Regions from separate parts of the Mus musculus genome. Here regions 2 and 3 are each linked to region 1. A link is a contact called in public HiChIP or PLAC-seq and promoter capture Hi-C data. All regions are on one chromosome and are shown on one strand. Each heading gives the region's core, a stretch centred on a gene start, on an enhancer-like site or on the middle of the called end of the contact. The rest is flanking DNA. Distances are from core to core; before and after follow the strand shown.

The links. Promoter capture Hi-C pulls out the DNA fragments that hold promoters and counts their contacts. HiChIP or PLAC-seq counts read pairs in DNA pulled down with a chosen protein or histone mark.
Region 2: an H3K27ac HiChIP or PLAC-seq map of microglia shows a contact between it and region 1, with 5 times the contacts expected there. The contact joins the promoter of 1700069L16Rik here to the enhancer-like site in region 1. A contact is called at or near these places in 4 of 484 Hi-C or Micro-C datasets (B cells, the MNK3 cell line, granulocyte-monocyte progenitors and 1 more), 2 of 115 datasets of contacts at active chromatin or transcription factors (large pre-B cells and microglia) and 3 of 9 other capture datasets (adipose tissue, liver and pancreatic islet).
Region 3: a promoter capture Hi-C map of hematopoietic stem and progenitor cells shows a contact between it and region 1, with 2.6 times the contacts expected there. The contact joins the promoter of Tmem119 here to the enhancer-like site in region 1. A contact is called at or near these places in 10 of 39 promoter capture datasets (3T3-L1-derived adipocytes, the HPC-7 cell line, HPC-7-derived erythroid cells and 5 more), 4 of 484 Hi-C or Micro-C datasets (CD8 T cells, brain, cerebral cortex and 1 more), 4 of 115 datasets of contacts at active chromatin or transcription factors (the HPC-7 cell line, bone marrow-derived macrophages, embryonic basal ganglia and 1 more) and 2 of 9 other capture datasets (adipose tissue and liver).

What each region holds. Positions count from the first base shown.
Region 1 is chr5:113,949,855-113,954,644 of GRCm38.p6, reverse strand. It overlaps Ssh1 (slingshot protein phosphatase 1), which reads left to right. Exons shown (of 15, transcript NM_198109.5): 11 at 1,346-1,392; 12 at 2,620-2,766; 13 at 4,059-4,259. Among named protein-coding and RNA genes, the nearest start is that of Gm52826, 23 kb to the left of the region's middle. Within about 2 kb of position 1,899, at least 79 of the 459 cell types and tissues checked have an H3K27ac peak or open chromatin away from gene starts, as enhancers often do. A contact at or near this core is called in CD8 T cells, the HPC-7 cell line, the MNK3 cell line and 4 more, where this site is marked.
Region 2 is chr5:113,722,276-113,727,065 of GRCm38.p6, reverse strand. It overlaps 1700069L16Rik (RIKEN cDNA 1700069L16 gene), which reads left to right and starts at 2,294. Exons shown (of 3, transcript NR_033216.1): 1 at 2,294-2,435; 2 at 3,201-3,366.
Region 3 is chr5:113,798,397-113,803,186 of GRCm38.p6, reverse strand. Tmem119 (transmembrane protein 119) reads left to right here and starts at 2,791. Exons shown (of 2, transcript NM_146162.3): 1 at 2,791-2,887. It overlaps Gm42004 (a long non-coding RNA gene), which reads right to left and starts at 2,621. Exons shown (of 5, transcript XR_878692.2): 1 at 2,536-2,621; 2 at 354-555.

The sequences.
Region 1 (4,790 bases), core at 650-3,149:
ACAGCCTTTGTGGCGCTTGTGAAGTCTTTCCATGAGTGATAGTAAAGGAATTTTATGCACGAGGCTGCCCCTGAGATGTGAAAATCCAGCTCACGTTGCTTGATGATCAAACCCTGAGCCCCAGATGACCTGGGAAGCTCGGGAGAGGAAGTTGGCAGGCAAGGAGACGGAGATATGGAGACAGGGATGGCCTTGCCAGGACTGAGGTGGCTGCATTTTCAAGAGCATCCCTGGTTGCTGTTTGTGTTTCTATTCGGTGCTCCTTGACTAGAAATAGAGACGTTTTTAATGATACAGTGTATCCATGTATCCAGTCAGACAGCTACAGACTTAGAAACAAATCATTTTAAAGGAGAAAAAAAATATTTCCAGCTCCCACAGGGAGGTTGTCACCCACAGCATTTTGCTGTTAGTTTGTTGTTCAGTTTTTTTTTTCTTCTTTTATTATTATACATAAGTACACTGTAGCTGTCTTCAGATGCACCAGAAGAGGGCACCAGATGGTTGTAAGCCGCTATGTGGTTGTTGGGATTTGAACTCAGGACCTTCGGAAGAGCAGTCAGTGCTCTTACCCACTGAGCCATCTCTCCAGCCCCTGTTGTTCAGTTTCTTATAGGGCTAGAATTGGAACGTGGGCCCCACACTGGCTTTCTCTGATGCCTGTGTAGAAAGAGGAGGCTGCGCCTGTGCTGTTCCAAGTAGACTTTGTCTCTCTGGTTTGTTTGTTTGTTTGTTTGTCTTGGTTTTTTCTTTGAGTGTCGCCTACTTGCACCACCGTGATGATTATTTTACTCATGGCAATCTTCTTGCCTCTGCCTCCTGTGTAGTGGGATGGTTTATTTTGAAGTGCCCATCATTGGGATCTGTGGTCATTTGTGTTACTAGTTCCTGGGAGCACTGTTTGAAATTCATAATTACCGCGTCAGAGGGTGGGAACTTTTTATTTTTATTTTTATTTATTTATTTTTTGAGACAGGGTTTCTCTGGGAACTTTTAAAGTATCAAATACCTACCAGGAAAGGGACCCAGGGTTCCTTCTGTATCTAATGGTGAGGACGACACAGTGGGCTATGCCCATGGCAGAATAAGAAGACTGGGGGACATGACGCAAACGTCTCTGAAGTTGGGGGATCAACAAGGCTCTGTTTCCTCTCTGTCACCCTCAGTGATGCCCAAGGGCCTCAGGAACCTGCTTAGACTCCTTCCTCTCCCTCTCCTGGTTCTTTTCCATCCTTCCTTCTGCTCTGAGGCTGAGGCCCCACTGTCACGTCCCCCATCTGTGCCGAAAGCAGCTCTGAGACTGGAGTGTGAACACTCACAGAGCTTTGTATGATCTGTCCCCCAGGGCTCCGAGTGGAATGCATCCAATCTGGAGGAGCTGCAGGGCTCAGGGTAAGTCTGCTCCCGTCTTCCCCATCTCTCCAGGCAGCGTAGGTAGCCACTGCCTTGGCCTGCCCGCCTCATGGCCTCTGTCCGGTCTCTGCAGTGGCTGGAGGGGCTCATGTGCTTCAGAGTACTACACACAGTAACCCATGATTTGTAGATCCTTCCTGGAGTCTTAGGTGATTGTGGGGGTCTTGGAGCAGCTGAGTCACACCGGGGAATGTAGGACAGCCTGGCCCTAGGCAGGCTCTGAGCTCCTTCCCACAGCCCCACTCCCCAGAAGAATTGCCGAAAACCATTGTTGGAGAGTTACTGTAACAAACCATTGCATGGACACACACACACACACACACCCCTGTTGGCCTTGTATCGAGTCAGCAACTCTGAGAACTGAGCCACCCCTGGTAATCCTTTGGTTCTTGGTGGGAATCTTCTCGTGACCGAACAGTCATCGCTGGGCAGGAACTTGCCTGTCTCTGAGAAGTGCTCAGTAGCAGGAGTGAACCTTTGAGCTAAGCCCTTCAAGGAAGCTGTCACAAAACCACCGTTCTGTGGTCTGATAAGCTGGCCTTCTTGAACCAACTGCAGTTGAAAACTGAGACTAAACAGAGCTTAAAAGTATATCCTTAGAACTTCCGGTCAGAGGTATCCACCACCACCCCCCACCCCCCCAGCAGAGTGCCTGGCCAGCGTGCGGTCAGACCTCACGCTTTCGTCTTACTGGGAATAAATGCATGATTCAGGGAACTCTCTTGAGATGTTGTTACTTAGGGTGAAAGCTATTTGAGACCCTTTCCAGTTACCAAAATTGTTTTGGTTTTCAGGAAATGAGTGTACTGGTTAAGGGTGGAGGCTGTGGAGTCTGGGTTAGCAGATGCTCTCAAATAGGACAAGAGTTACAGAAGGCACAGTCTGCCTTTTAACTCTTTTAAGAGCAGAGGTTTGGTTTTTAAGACAGTATCTTGCTCTATAACCCAAGCTGGTCTTGAATGTATTAATAAGTAAGGGGGTTTTGATATGACATGGGTTATTTTCGAGTAAGACATTCTTGTCCTATGAATAAAACTCCTGCAAAAATGACCACTAAGCAAAAATAAAAAAACAAACAAACCTCTCTCCCAAAGCCATGCCTTGTGGTCTGCACATCCTTTGACTTTCTGTCCGCAGGTTTTTGTTACTTTGTTTTCCCTGTTCCTCATTCTGGCTGGCTCTCTGGGCCCTTTGCTTCTTTTTCAGAGTTGACTACATTTTAAATGTCACTAGAGAAATAGACAATTTTTTCCCCGGCTTGTTTGCGTACCATAACATCCGCGTGTACGATGAGGAGACCACAGACCTTCTTGCCCACTGGAATGAAGCTTATCATTTCATAAACAAAGCGAAGTAAGTGTGTGGGAAGGCGGCCTTGGGAGGGACGGCAGCGGCAGGAATGAGTGGCGGGCCAGATAAGGAAGCTAACCTCGCAGTGGAAGTGGGCAGACAGGATCTTAGGGGAGGTAGGACTGTCTGGTGGACCTTTGTTTTAGCTACAGAACACCAGGCACTAAAGTGGGCAAGTAGCAATCAGCCCTCTCCATAGGGCGCCCTCACGTTCTCTTCCACCTGCCCTTGAGTGTGACATTGAATCCAGTGTTCAGCATCAGTGCAGACACCAGCCAGGCTTCAATACCCAAAAGCCAATGGGGCGCTCTCTCCAGGAAAGGGCCGGTATATGCTGGTCTTAGGGCTCTTGGACAGTTCCCCCAAGGAATGCAGGCTGTATCCTCTCCTGGGGTAGTTCCATGGGGTAGAACAGGGCAGCCCTGGGGCCCCTCCTTACTCTCCTTTGGAGCAGCTGTTGTATTGGCGTTCAAAGCAAAGACTCTGCCCACCCCCTTTCCCCAACTCCCACTCCCGCGCTGTGGAGAAAAACCTTCTTACTTAGAAACCTCCCAGTCAAAGCTACAAGGTGTATCCTTACCAAACCCTACTTTTTCTTGCTTTTCCAGAGCACAGACTCCTTGCCTGTGAGTTTAGAGCTGCGAAGTAGGGGGTAGGGGAGCGGGGGCTGGAATTGTAAACCTGGTATAGGAAACAGGAGCTTGCCAGGCCCCACCCTAGCTTCCCGGCTGCAGCCTCTGCCAGCCTGGCATGCCTTCACCTTCCCAGCAAGGAGAGGGTCACTGTTCCTTGTGTATCTCGTAAATCAGCTGCGCCTGGGCCAGCACAGCCTTCTTAAAAGTGGCAGATCGGCTCCATCTTCCCCCTGGCTCTGATCTCTCTTGGCCAGATTGCTCTCATGCCTCCAGGCTCGCTCTCTCTCCCCAGGGCGCAGCGTTTTCGTCTCTCTGGCTGGCCCTGGTTCCCGACAATAGCTCATTCAGGGCCTCCATCTGCTGTCAAAGCTCAGTGGCTTTTGTAGAACTCCCATTAACTGTCCAGGAGCTGCCCAGGAGGCCACTGTAGGTAGCCTCACCTATCCCGGTGGCAACAGAGGAGATTCTGGGTTTCCTGCAGCACGCATTGGAAAGCTGGGCCAGGCCATGCAGATTCATCTGTTCTCCCATTGTGTGCTAGTAGATCTCATGGCAAAGATATTTCCTGTAGAAGGTGTGTTAGACCTAAGACAGAGAAGGGTTGGAGCCGTGAGGTAACAGGGGGGTGGGACTATTAATCCTTACTCTCAATCCCCACAGAAGGAATCATTCCAAGTGCCTGGTCCATTGCAAGATGGGCGTCAGCCGATCTGCGTCCACAGTCATTGCCTACGCCATGAAGGAGTTCGGCTGGCCCCTGGAGAAAGCGTATAACTACGTGAAGCAGAAACGTAGTATCACTCGGCCCAACGCAGGCTTTATGAGGCAGCTGTCTGAGTACGAAGGCATCCTGGATGCAAGGTGAGAGAGCACCTAGACACAGGCTGGCAGACGACGCGGGCCAGGCCTGGCAGGAGCTCCCACAACTGGCAGCCAGCCTCCCGGGAGCTGGCTTGTAAAAAACAACTATTGTTTGGGCTCTGATTAGCGGTTTCCAGGAGCGATCCGTTTTGATTTTGTTGGCACATGTAGAAAGCTTGTCTCTCTGGGCGAGGGACAGTACTTAACTGCTCATCCAAGGCATGTCCCGGTATGTGGTGTGGGCTTGAGTGTCTCCATTTCCTAAGTACCTGCTTTATGCCAAACTCGAGGCTGAAGAGGCCACTGGTCTGATTCACCACAAATGAGCCCCGCAGTCTCCCAGAAGCCCAGTTCCATCTTCTAAGTTAAGGGTGCACCCAGAAGACTAGAAATGACAGGGTCCCAGGTTGTTTGTGTCAATGGTGGGGTTATTCACAGTAGCCCAAAGGCAGAAGACACCCACCAGTCTATTGGTGGATGAATGGATCAACAAACAAAGAGAGGCAGTTGGATGAAGGAGCTCCTGATTGT
Region 2 (4,790 bases), core at 1,045-3,544, 230 kb after region 1:
ACAAACTCGTCTCTAACTGAATAGTGTTTGGCCATTAGTTTACCATAAGAGAGGCTGGGGTTTCTTGTTTTCTGTTTTTCCTCCCTGGGTTAGGTGGCTAGGGATGTAGCACAGGCTAGGAATGTGAGTGTGGGAGTTGGGTATTGCTCTGAGGTGGGCTGGCCGCATTCATGCCCTGTACTTTACCACCCCCTGCCTGGATCTGGCATGACACGTGGCATGTTTTGTCCAATGACGCTTGCCAGCACCCTGTCAACAGAGACACGGGTATTTCCCCTTGCTCTTTTGGTACCCATGCTATCCTCACAGAAACATGCCTAGGGCATCTGGAGAGCATCCCAGAGCAGCCCTCCAGGGGAGACGCAAGAGACACCCACAGGGAGAGAGGAGGAAGAAAGACTGGCTGTCCCAACTGAGGTCGCCAGATACCAACCAGAAAGACTGGAAACTGTGTGGGTGAATCCAGCTGGGGCCAGAAGAATTCCAGCCAGCCTTCAGACTCAGGGAGGCAGCCACAGAAAGAAGAGTTTTCAGCCACTGAATTTTCCCAGCACTTGTTACACAGCAGTATTGTGGCAACCGGTACCTGCTACATTTGTATCCTGCAGAGACTGCCTTCCTCCTTCCAACCAATGTTTATTGAGCAGTTACTATGTACCTGGGTTACAGCAGTGTGTAAACCTAGACATAGTTTCTACCCTTAATTTTTTCTAGCACTGCCCTTGGTACCATCAGGCATCTAGAGAGACAGAAGTTCAGTAAGAGGAGACTAGTTTCGGGGTCCCACGCACTACGGGCAGATCTGAGAAGGTCTCCACAGACCGCTTCATGAGGATTTCTCTGCTTCCCTTGTTAACTGGTCCCTCTGCCACTGTGGGAGTCACCTCCGGTAGAAGCAGCTTCCTTCCCCGTGATGGGGATCCGTCCATGGTGACGTGTGTCCTCAGGCTGGCCTTGAGTCACTTACGGAGAGTGAACAATTCTCGGTGTGTTTTTTTTGTAAGGCGAGAGGATTTATGTATTGCTAAGTTTGATGTATTGTTATAAATTATGCTTTGGTTTCAGGCCTGTTTAAAAAAAAAAGTTCAGTGTTTCTTTGAGTTCTGGGAAACATGCTGTAAATAATTTGGTGCTTCTTGGCCAGCAGTTCCTCTCGTAATATAAAGTCGTGTCGGCATCTATATCTTCTTATATCTTAAAAATACCTATTTCCTCTCCTTTCTCACAGCAGGGGTGGGGAGGGGAGAAGAAGCGAATGGCATTTTCTGGGTTCTCCCGGGTCTTGGAGGAATCTGTCTGTGTCCTCCAGGCCTGTCTTTCTGCTCCCGGCTGCCTACCTGACTGAGGTGACCTGCGACCTCAGCATTCAACCCGGTGCACTCCCACGCCCTCTTCCCCTTCAGTGTCCATTCTGAGGACACTTGTTTGTGGCACACTGCTGTGACGAGCCATGAAAGGGAAGTGAGCAACCCTGCGTCAAAGGTGGTGGGCAGCTCTCCCGAGGCTCCCCGTCAGCTTGTCCTCTGGCAAAGTGCTTCTGTCTACGGAGCTGCCTCACCTACCACCTAAGTCCTTACCTTAAAAAAAAAAAAAAAAAAGCAACAAGCTCTAAAGAATTAAAACATATGTTTGAGATCATAACGTAGTTATACCATTTCCCCTTCCATTTGCTCCCATGTCCCCACCTCTTCCTTTTGAGTTCATGGTCTTTTTTTAAAAAACATTTATTTATTTACTTTATGTATGTGAGTACACTGTAGCTGTACAGATGGTTGTGAACCTTCATGTGGTTGTTGGGAATTGAATTTTAGGACCTCTGCTTGTTCCAGTCAACTCTGCTTGCTCAGGCCCAAAGATTTATTTATTATTATACATAAGTACATTCACTGTAGCTGTCTTCAGACACACCAGAAGAGGTCATCAGATCTCATTAGGGGTGGTTGTGAGCCACCATGTGGTTGCTGGGATTTGAACTCAGGACCTTCGGAAGAACAGTCGGTGCTCTTAACCGTTGAGCCATCTCACCAGTCCCCGTTCATGGTCTTTTTAATTATTATATACTCCTAAATACACAAACACAGCCTGCTCTGTCTGTACAATGTTACCCGTACACAACACAGTCAACTTAAAAAGCCCTTAAAAGAGTCTCAATGACTGTTAATGAGTGGCACCTGTTCGACACATCGATGACGACATCTTGAGATAGGGTTTTCTGGAGAGCCACTGAGAAAACTGTGCAGTGCTCTGGCGCCCGATTTAGAATGTTTGTCCTCAGGCCTAACTGTCGATTGCCGAGGCTGCCTCCTGGTTAGGCTGGGAGTTGTTTGGGTGAGCAGTGGCTGGGCCCTGCTCTTCGGCTAGCTCCCAGGTGGGCGCCTCCGCGGATGACTTTTATCGACCAGCAGGTGGCGCTGTTGACAGGCAAATTGGCTCCTGTGAGTACCGAGTTGGAACCCTCCCTGGTTGGATTTGTCGCTAACTGGCTGGTGAGCTGTTGACCTGTCCAGAAGTAGGCAATTGTGTGCCTTAAAGGATATATCTTGTCCATAATCCACGGATAAGTCGATTCTGCTCCTGATTCCCCCACCCCCACCCCCCCGGTTCCCTACTAGTAAGAGCTCTGTCAGGTCCATCCCTGCAGTAACTTTCTTTCTGCATCCAAAGGCCGGGCAGGTCATACAGCTGGTTCTGGGTTAGGACTCAGACCCTTGCTGAAGGATACTGTAGAACACGTTCCCTCTCTCACAGGCTACAGCCGCTGCCCATGGAGGTGGTGACTGAATCGTGCCAGTGGGGAGTCGGAGCAGATGCAGTCCGAGTTGAATGTATGCAGTATGAGCCTTGGTGGTCCATCAGTGAGGGACTTGGGGGACCGTTTGTTAGAGCACCCTAACCTGACCTGCCTGTTCAAGACAGGGTGTGTGAGAGCAGGTGTTGATGAAAGAAAAGAATCCGGGATATCTCAGACAAGGCTGGTTCATCACTGTGAGAGAGGATGGGATCGGGCTAGGGTGGGGGAGGGGCAAACGTCGGATTCAGCTGTGTGGGGGAGTGCAAGGTCAAGGTGATCCCTCTAAAGGCGACTGGAGAACAACCCCAGGCTAAGGGTTGCTGGAGGTTGCCCTTTAAAGACTATCACAGTTTGATGTTGGAGAATGAATTCTATCTATTCAACTCTCACACAACGGGTCTCTTTCCAGGGTACAAGGGAAGCCAAGGCTTTCTGCTGGCAATGCTGGCTATAACAGACCTGGCCACATGGCGCTCAGCTGGCCCCACAGCAGGTGGAACTTCCCTTCTCCTGCTCCAGGGCCCAGCATCTCAGCAGGAGACAGATTGCATCAGCTGTCCCCAGACTGGCAAGAGGTAAAACTGGATCCTTCCTCCTAGATTTGCAGAGTGGTCCAGGCTCAGTAGAAAGGGTTCTTTGGAAGCCTGTTAGATGGGTCAGCCAGGGGAAGTCTCTCTCCTTGGGGGAACCTCAGGAAGGGGGCAGCCATGCAGGCTAACACACGGTTCTCAGAGCCTTGCAGGTAGAACCCAGAACAGGAGCGCCAAGGACGGGCGATAGAGGCAAACTTAGCTTTCTTTGCAGAACATAGGAGCCTGGCAAAAGCGTCAATTTCTCTCTCACAGCGTCATTTCTCTCTCTCTCTCTTTCTGTTTTTTTGAGACAGGGTTTCTCTGTGTAGCCCTGGCTGTCCTGGAACTCACTCTGTAGACCAGGCTGGCCTGGAGAACTCAGAAATCCACCTGCCTCTGCCTCCTGAGCGCTGGCCATTTACATTTCAGTTCACTGAAATTAATTATAATGAAAATTTAAATACAATGGAAAAAAAATCAGTCCCTCAGTTGCATGAACCACATTTTCAAAGTTCAGTGGCTCTGTGTGGCCGATGGTCACCTGGCGGGGTATGGGGGACAGCACACAGAGTGTCACCACCATCATTGTAGGTTTTGTTCCAAAATCTGAGGCAGGGATGCTTTCAAGTAAAGTTGCGGGGGTGGGAGGAGGGTCTTTCCCAGCCTGACCTTTAGGGGCCTGGTGCATGTCCCCTTGTCCCAGCAAGGAAGTTCAGGATCACCATTATACTGTAGCTGCGCTGCCTTTTGAGTCTCTCTCAATCTGGAACATTCCTCAGACTCTCTTTGACCCTCCCCTCCCCACGCCCCACCCCCCACCCTCATGACCTGGACTAGACACTGTTTTGGCTTTTGAGTCAGCGTCCTGTGTGTTCCAGGCTGGCCTTGGCCTTGAGCCCAGTGTAGCTGAGGATGCCCTGACCCTCCCGCCTCCATCTGAGTCCTGGGGTTACAGGCATGTGCCACTGTACCATTTGACCTGGACGGTTCTGAAGAGAACAGGCAGTCACTTCATGGGCCACCCCGTGTGTGTGTGTGCGTGTGTGTGTGTGTGTGTGTGTGTTGTTGTTGTTGTTGTTTCTGTGTGATTAGGTCCAGGCTGTGCATTTTTTATGGGAATGGCAGGAGAGAGAGGTCTTGTCCTCTTGAAACTTTTATTCTCTATGAAAGGGAAGTGCTTTTAAAGATTTATGAGTATGTGTGCATGCCTGCACGCACGTGTGTGTGTGTGTGTGTGTGTGTGTGTGTGTGTGTGGTGTACTGTATGCATGCAGTACCCACAGTGGCCAGCAGAGGCCGGATCTATTCCATACTCTCCCTTCCCTGCTCTTCCTCTCCTTTTGTTTCTTCCCCTCTCACAGCTGACTTTCTATTTTTATGTTCTTTGCACTTGCACACAAACATATGCATATATACACAAACATATG
Region 3 (4,790 bases), core at 1,542-4,041, 150 kb after region 1:
GGTGGAGGGCCACTGGCCTGGCGGTGTCACTTTCAGAGGTTTGGAAATAGAATTTGGTGCATCAGACGGGGCCCTCTGGCCAGCCTTTCATTACCCCAGGGCTCACTTGACTGTGAGCCTCAGTTTCCCATTCTGGTCTGGAGCATCATTCTCTCATATCTTAAATACCAGCAGAGCTGTGTTCAGGCACCACAGCACCAGGCTCTGCAGGGCAGGAGTCACCCAAGTGGCAGGGTGTGGCTGCTTAGCGTCCTCGGGCTCAGCAGAAATGACCACATCTGCACTGAGCGTGGTCAGACTTTTCCTTAACATTGTGCCTTCCATAGTGAAGTGGAGAGACTGCCTGTACCCACCTGTCACACAGCAGGAGTCTGTCACCTGGAGGCAGCTCAGTGGCCCAGCAGCATGCATGCAGTCTTGGGTCCCATGAAGTACATTCAGAGGCACTGAAACCCCAGCACTCAGGAGGTAGAGGCAGGAGCATCAGAAGCTCAAGAACAACGTACTTGGTTGTGTGTCAAGTCTGAGCCAGCCTTGAGTGCAGGGCACTCTTGTCTAGAAAGAGAAGAAAAAGAAAGAAAACAAAGGGGCTGGAGAGGTGGTTCAGTGGTTAAGAGCACTGACTGCTCTTCCAGAAGTCCTGAGTTCAAGTCCCACCAACCACATGGTGGCTCACGACCATCTGTAATGGGATCTGATGCCCTCTTCTGGTGTGTCTGAAGACAGCAACAGTGCACTCATATAAATAACAAATAAATAAATCTTTAATAAAGAAAGAAGGAAAGAAAGGAAGAAAGGAAAAATGAAAAGGAAGAAAAAGACATCACATTGGGGCAAGGTAAAGGATGTAGGGTGGGGTGGGAACAGGCAAGGGTCTGCACAGACCCTATGTAGAGTTGCAGGAGGGACTTGAACATTCGTAAGCGCTGGAAGCAGCCCCAACTAGCAACAAGGTAGGACCTTCCCCTCCTTGGGGCAGAAGACAGAGGTGTGTAGATCCCTGATCTGGGGCCTAGGCTCTCAGTACCCCAACCTTTGTTCTACTCTGCGATTGTGTTATGAAGGCTTCTGTGTATTGCTAGTGGGGACAGAGACCTTAGCTGAGGACATGATTGTCCTTGGTCACCCTGGCGAGCCTTCACCCAGGGAAGGGAAGAGGCCAGAGGACACTGAGCTGACTGCCCTAGCCTTTTGCACTGCTGCTGGACAAGGAGGGAGGGTGAGGCGAGGGTGTCACCGAGGCGAGTAGGAAACTCCCAGAAGATTCCAGGGTGTATTAGCCTCCCTGCCTGGCTCCCCTGTGGTCCTCTCCTGACATGGAACCCTCTCTGGTTTGTGGAAGGGCACCTCACACCCCGTGATGAGTCTTGGCGCACACAGCTCTAGAAGCCTGTGAGTTCCTAGAGGCAGGTCTGTGTCTGTGTCTTGACTGGCTGGGTCCTGCTCAGCTCTGTCTGATCTTCAGTGTCAGGGTGTGTCAGCCATTTACTGAAACAAACAAGTGAATGAGTGAGTGAATGAATGAATGAGTGGATGAGTGAGTGAGTGGATGAGTGAGTGAATTAATGAGTGAGTGGATGAGTGAGTGAATGAATGAATGAGTGAGTGAGTGAATGAGTGAGTGAATGAATGAGAGGACGAGTGAGTGGATGAGTGAGTGAGTGAATGAATGAGAGGATGAGTGAGTGAATGAATGAATGAGTGAGTGAATGAATGAGAGGATGAGTGAGTGAATGAATGAATGAGTGAATGAGTGAGTGAATGAATGAGTGGATGAGTGAGTGAGTAGATGAGTGAGTGGATGAGTAAATGAATGAATGAGTGGATGAGTGAGTGAGTGGATGAGTGAGTGAATGAATGAGTGAGTGGATGAGTGAGTGAATGAATGAATGAGTGGATGAGTGAGTGAGTGAATAAATAAGAGGACGAGTGAGTGAATGAATGAATGAGTGAGTGAATGAATGAGAGGATGAGTGAGTGAATGAATGAATGAGTGAGTGAATGAGTGAGTGGATGAATGAGTGAGTAGATGAGTGAGTGGATGAGTGAATGAATGAATGAGTGGATGAGTGAGTGAATGAATGAATGAGTGAGTGAATGACTGGATGAATGAGTGAGTGGATGAATGAATGAGTGAGTGCCAGGTCCCATGGATCAGTTACCTATGGTGCTTCAGGGTATTTGAACTCCCCACCCCCTCTCCACTTCTGTGGAATGGGCTCATAGCTTCTGCTCAAACTGCCCTACTAGGGCTTAGTGAGGTCTCAGAGTTCAGGATGTCAGTACCTCAGGGAGTACCCTGACCCCCTAAGAATGGAGAAACTGAGGCCAGGGGAGGAAGGGCCCGGGCAGTGCCTGATCTCAGCATCCCCAGGTTTCCCTGAGACACCCCCACTCCCACTCTGCACCCTAAGCTTGGAAATCCTGAGTCACAGCTGGATTGGGCCACGCCACGGAGATTTTTTCCTTCCCACTTCCAGGGGCCCCAGATCTTCCTGACCTCATCCTTCAGGGAGTGTGGGGGATGGGACGGACCTCAGCTCAGAGTTCTGGGAACGTTCTCCTGGAAGCCCCTCTGTCTGTCAGTCTGTCTGAGCCTGCCCAGGGGACCTGAGGTCAAGAAGAAGCAAGCTTGGAGTGTGAAGAGGGTGGGACTGTGGGTGGCCCGGCATAGTCCCGCCCCACACTGTCCCCACCCCAAGCCCTCTTAATGAAATCAAGCTGGCCCTCCAGCCCAGCAGGGAGGAGGAAAGGGGAGGGCCTGGAGGCCGAGGCGGGCAGGCACCAGCCAGAGCAGCTGGCGGCAGACGGCAGGCAGACAGTCAGACCGTCTAGCGGGCCTGGCTTGCCTACCTGGCAGCTGCACCCGGTCCTTCACCCAGAGCTGGTAAGTCTCTGCCTCCTGCTGCTGGGGACTCTTGGAGAACTCCGCAGAATCCCTAAGTGTGCGTGCAATCTGTGTGTGTGTTTGAGGCCGTGAGCACCCATGTGATTAGATATGTGATTAGATGTGTGAGCATGGATGAAGGCGGCACGCGTGTAGTTGGGATGTAGAGAGGGTGCCAGGGCGACGTTTCCAGGGCCAGTGTGCTGCTGGTGTAAACTTGTATTGTCCCGTGTGTTGCGGTAGGCTGTGTTTGGGATGTCTGATGCACCACTTGGAATACTTGTGTGTGTGTGTGTGTGTGTGTGTGTGTGTGTGTGAGCTTATGTGTAGACTCTGAGACCTCAGGCTCCTTCCAAGCCTCTTCTTGAGGGACCAGGACCCTGTCCTTGCAGGCAGGCCCTGAGGGAATAGGCTAGGCATACAATGTTTCAGCCACAGCCCCCCCCCCCCCAGTCTCCTAATTGAAGCCAGGTTTCTGTGGCCTGCCTCTCCATCACTGGCCATCCGTTTCTGAGTGAGGGCTGGTAGAACAGAGGCTCTGGGTTAGCTGTCTCAGGTCCTTGGGTACCCAGTCCTTCCTTCGGGGTGGATTCGCCTCATCTGCATATTCATGGACATCTCAATTTAAAACAGAAGCTCTTAAGACAGAGGGTCTAGCAGGGAGAGCATACTGGACAAGTGCATCCACTTGCTAACATTTATTACATGCTAGGCACTGCTGTGACCTGTCCCCATTGCGCAGATGTGGAAACTGGAGCTCAAAGGGTTGACATGCCCAACCCTTTGGGAGGGTATAGTCGAGCTGTTCTGAGCCACCTCTCCATCAGGGGCTCTCTCTGTTGGGCAGGCTGTTTACAGTCTGACTGAGTTCCCTCTGGTGCGAATCCTGAGTGCTTGTATAGGAGCAGGCAGGCAAAGGACGTCTGGCACATCAGCAATCATTTCAGACCTGTTCAGGTCAGTTCTTCTGTTCCCCAGAGGGGAAACTGAGGCTTGGAGAATTTAAGGGTCCCATGACCATCTCCATGCAGACCTGAGTCCTCTTGTTTAGTCACCTGCTACCTTTCTCTGGGAGCAAGGAGAGACTGGGGGGGGGGGTGAAGTTCTGAGAGTAGGGGGTCTTGTTCTTCAGAGACAGGAATGGTTTCTGCTTCTTCTTCTGCACCCCTTTGGCTGATTGCAAGTGCCACAGAGAGGTCAATGCTTTCTTGGATCCCCATTGCGGTCTACACGTGCGTGTTCATGCACACGTGTGTGCACGTGTATTCTGCTCTTTTGCTGGGGATGCGGAGCGGGGTGGGGGTGGGGGGGACGACGACAAGTGAGGACAGCCGTGGATCCGCAGAGGGGAAAAATCTGGCTTCTCCTGCAGCATTCCATTCCTGAGTTCTAGCTTTCCTGTGGGACCGACCCTGTGCTGGCACTTCTAGAATGTTCTCTCGCACAGTCCCGACAGCTCTTTGAGTATCAGCGTGGAGTCATCCTGCCACTGCCCATTTGCAGATGGGCAAAGTGAGATTGAGAGGAGACAGCTGGCAGATTTAGACAGGATGGAACCAGGGAGATCTAGCCAGACCAGTGGCTTTTCAACTGATGCATCTGAGGACTTCTCCGGTGCTGTGGCATTGTGGTCACGGTGGCCTGTCCCTCTGGAGCAACAGCCCTCACTAGCCACAACCATATTTTTAGACGACATCATAATATGTAGCTCAGGATGATTTTCGAATGTGCAACCCTGCCTCTGTCTCCCGGGTGATGACCCAGGGCTGTGGTGTAGTTCAGCACGCACAAAGCTCTCAGTCCAGTTCCCAGCACCACCCCAAAAAGGGGAGCATGCTAGGTCAGTTAAATTCTTGCCAAGAAAAAAAATTCGAACTCCAGTTCAGGCCCATCGTCCGGGCAT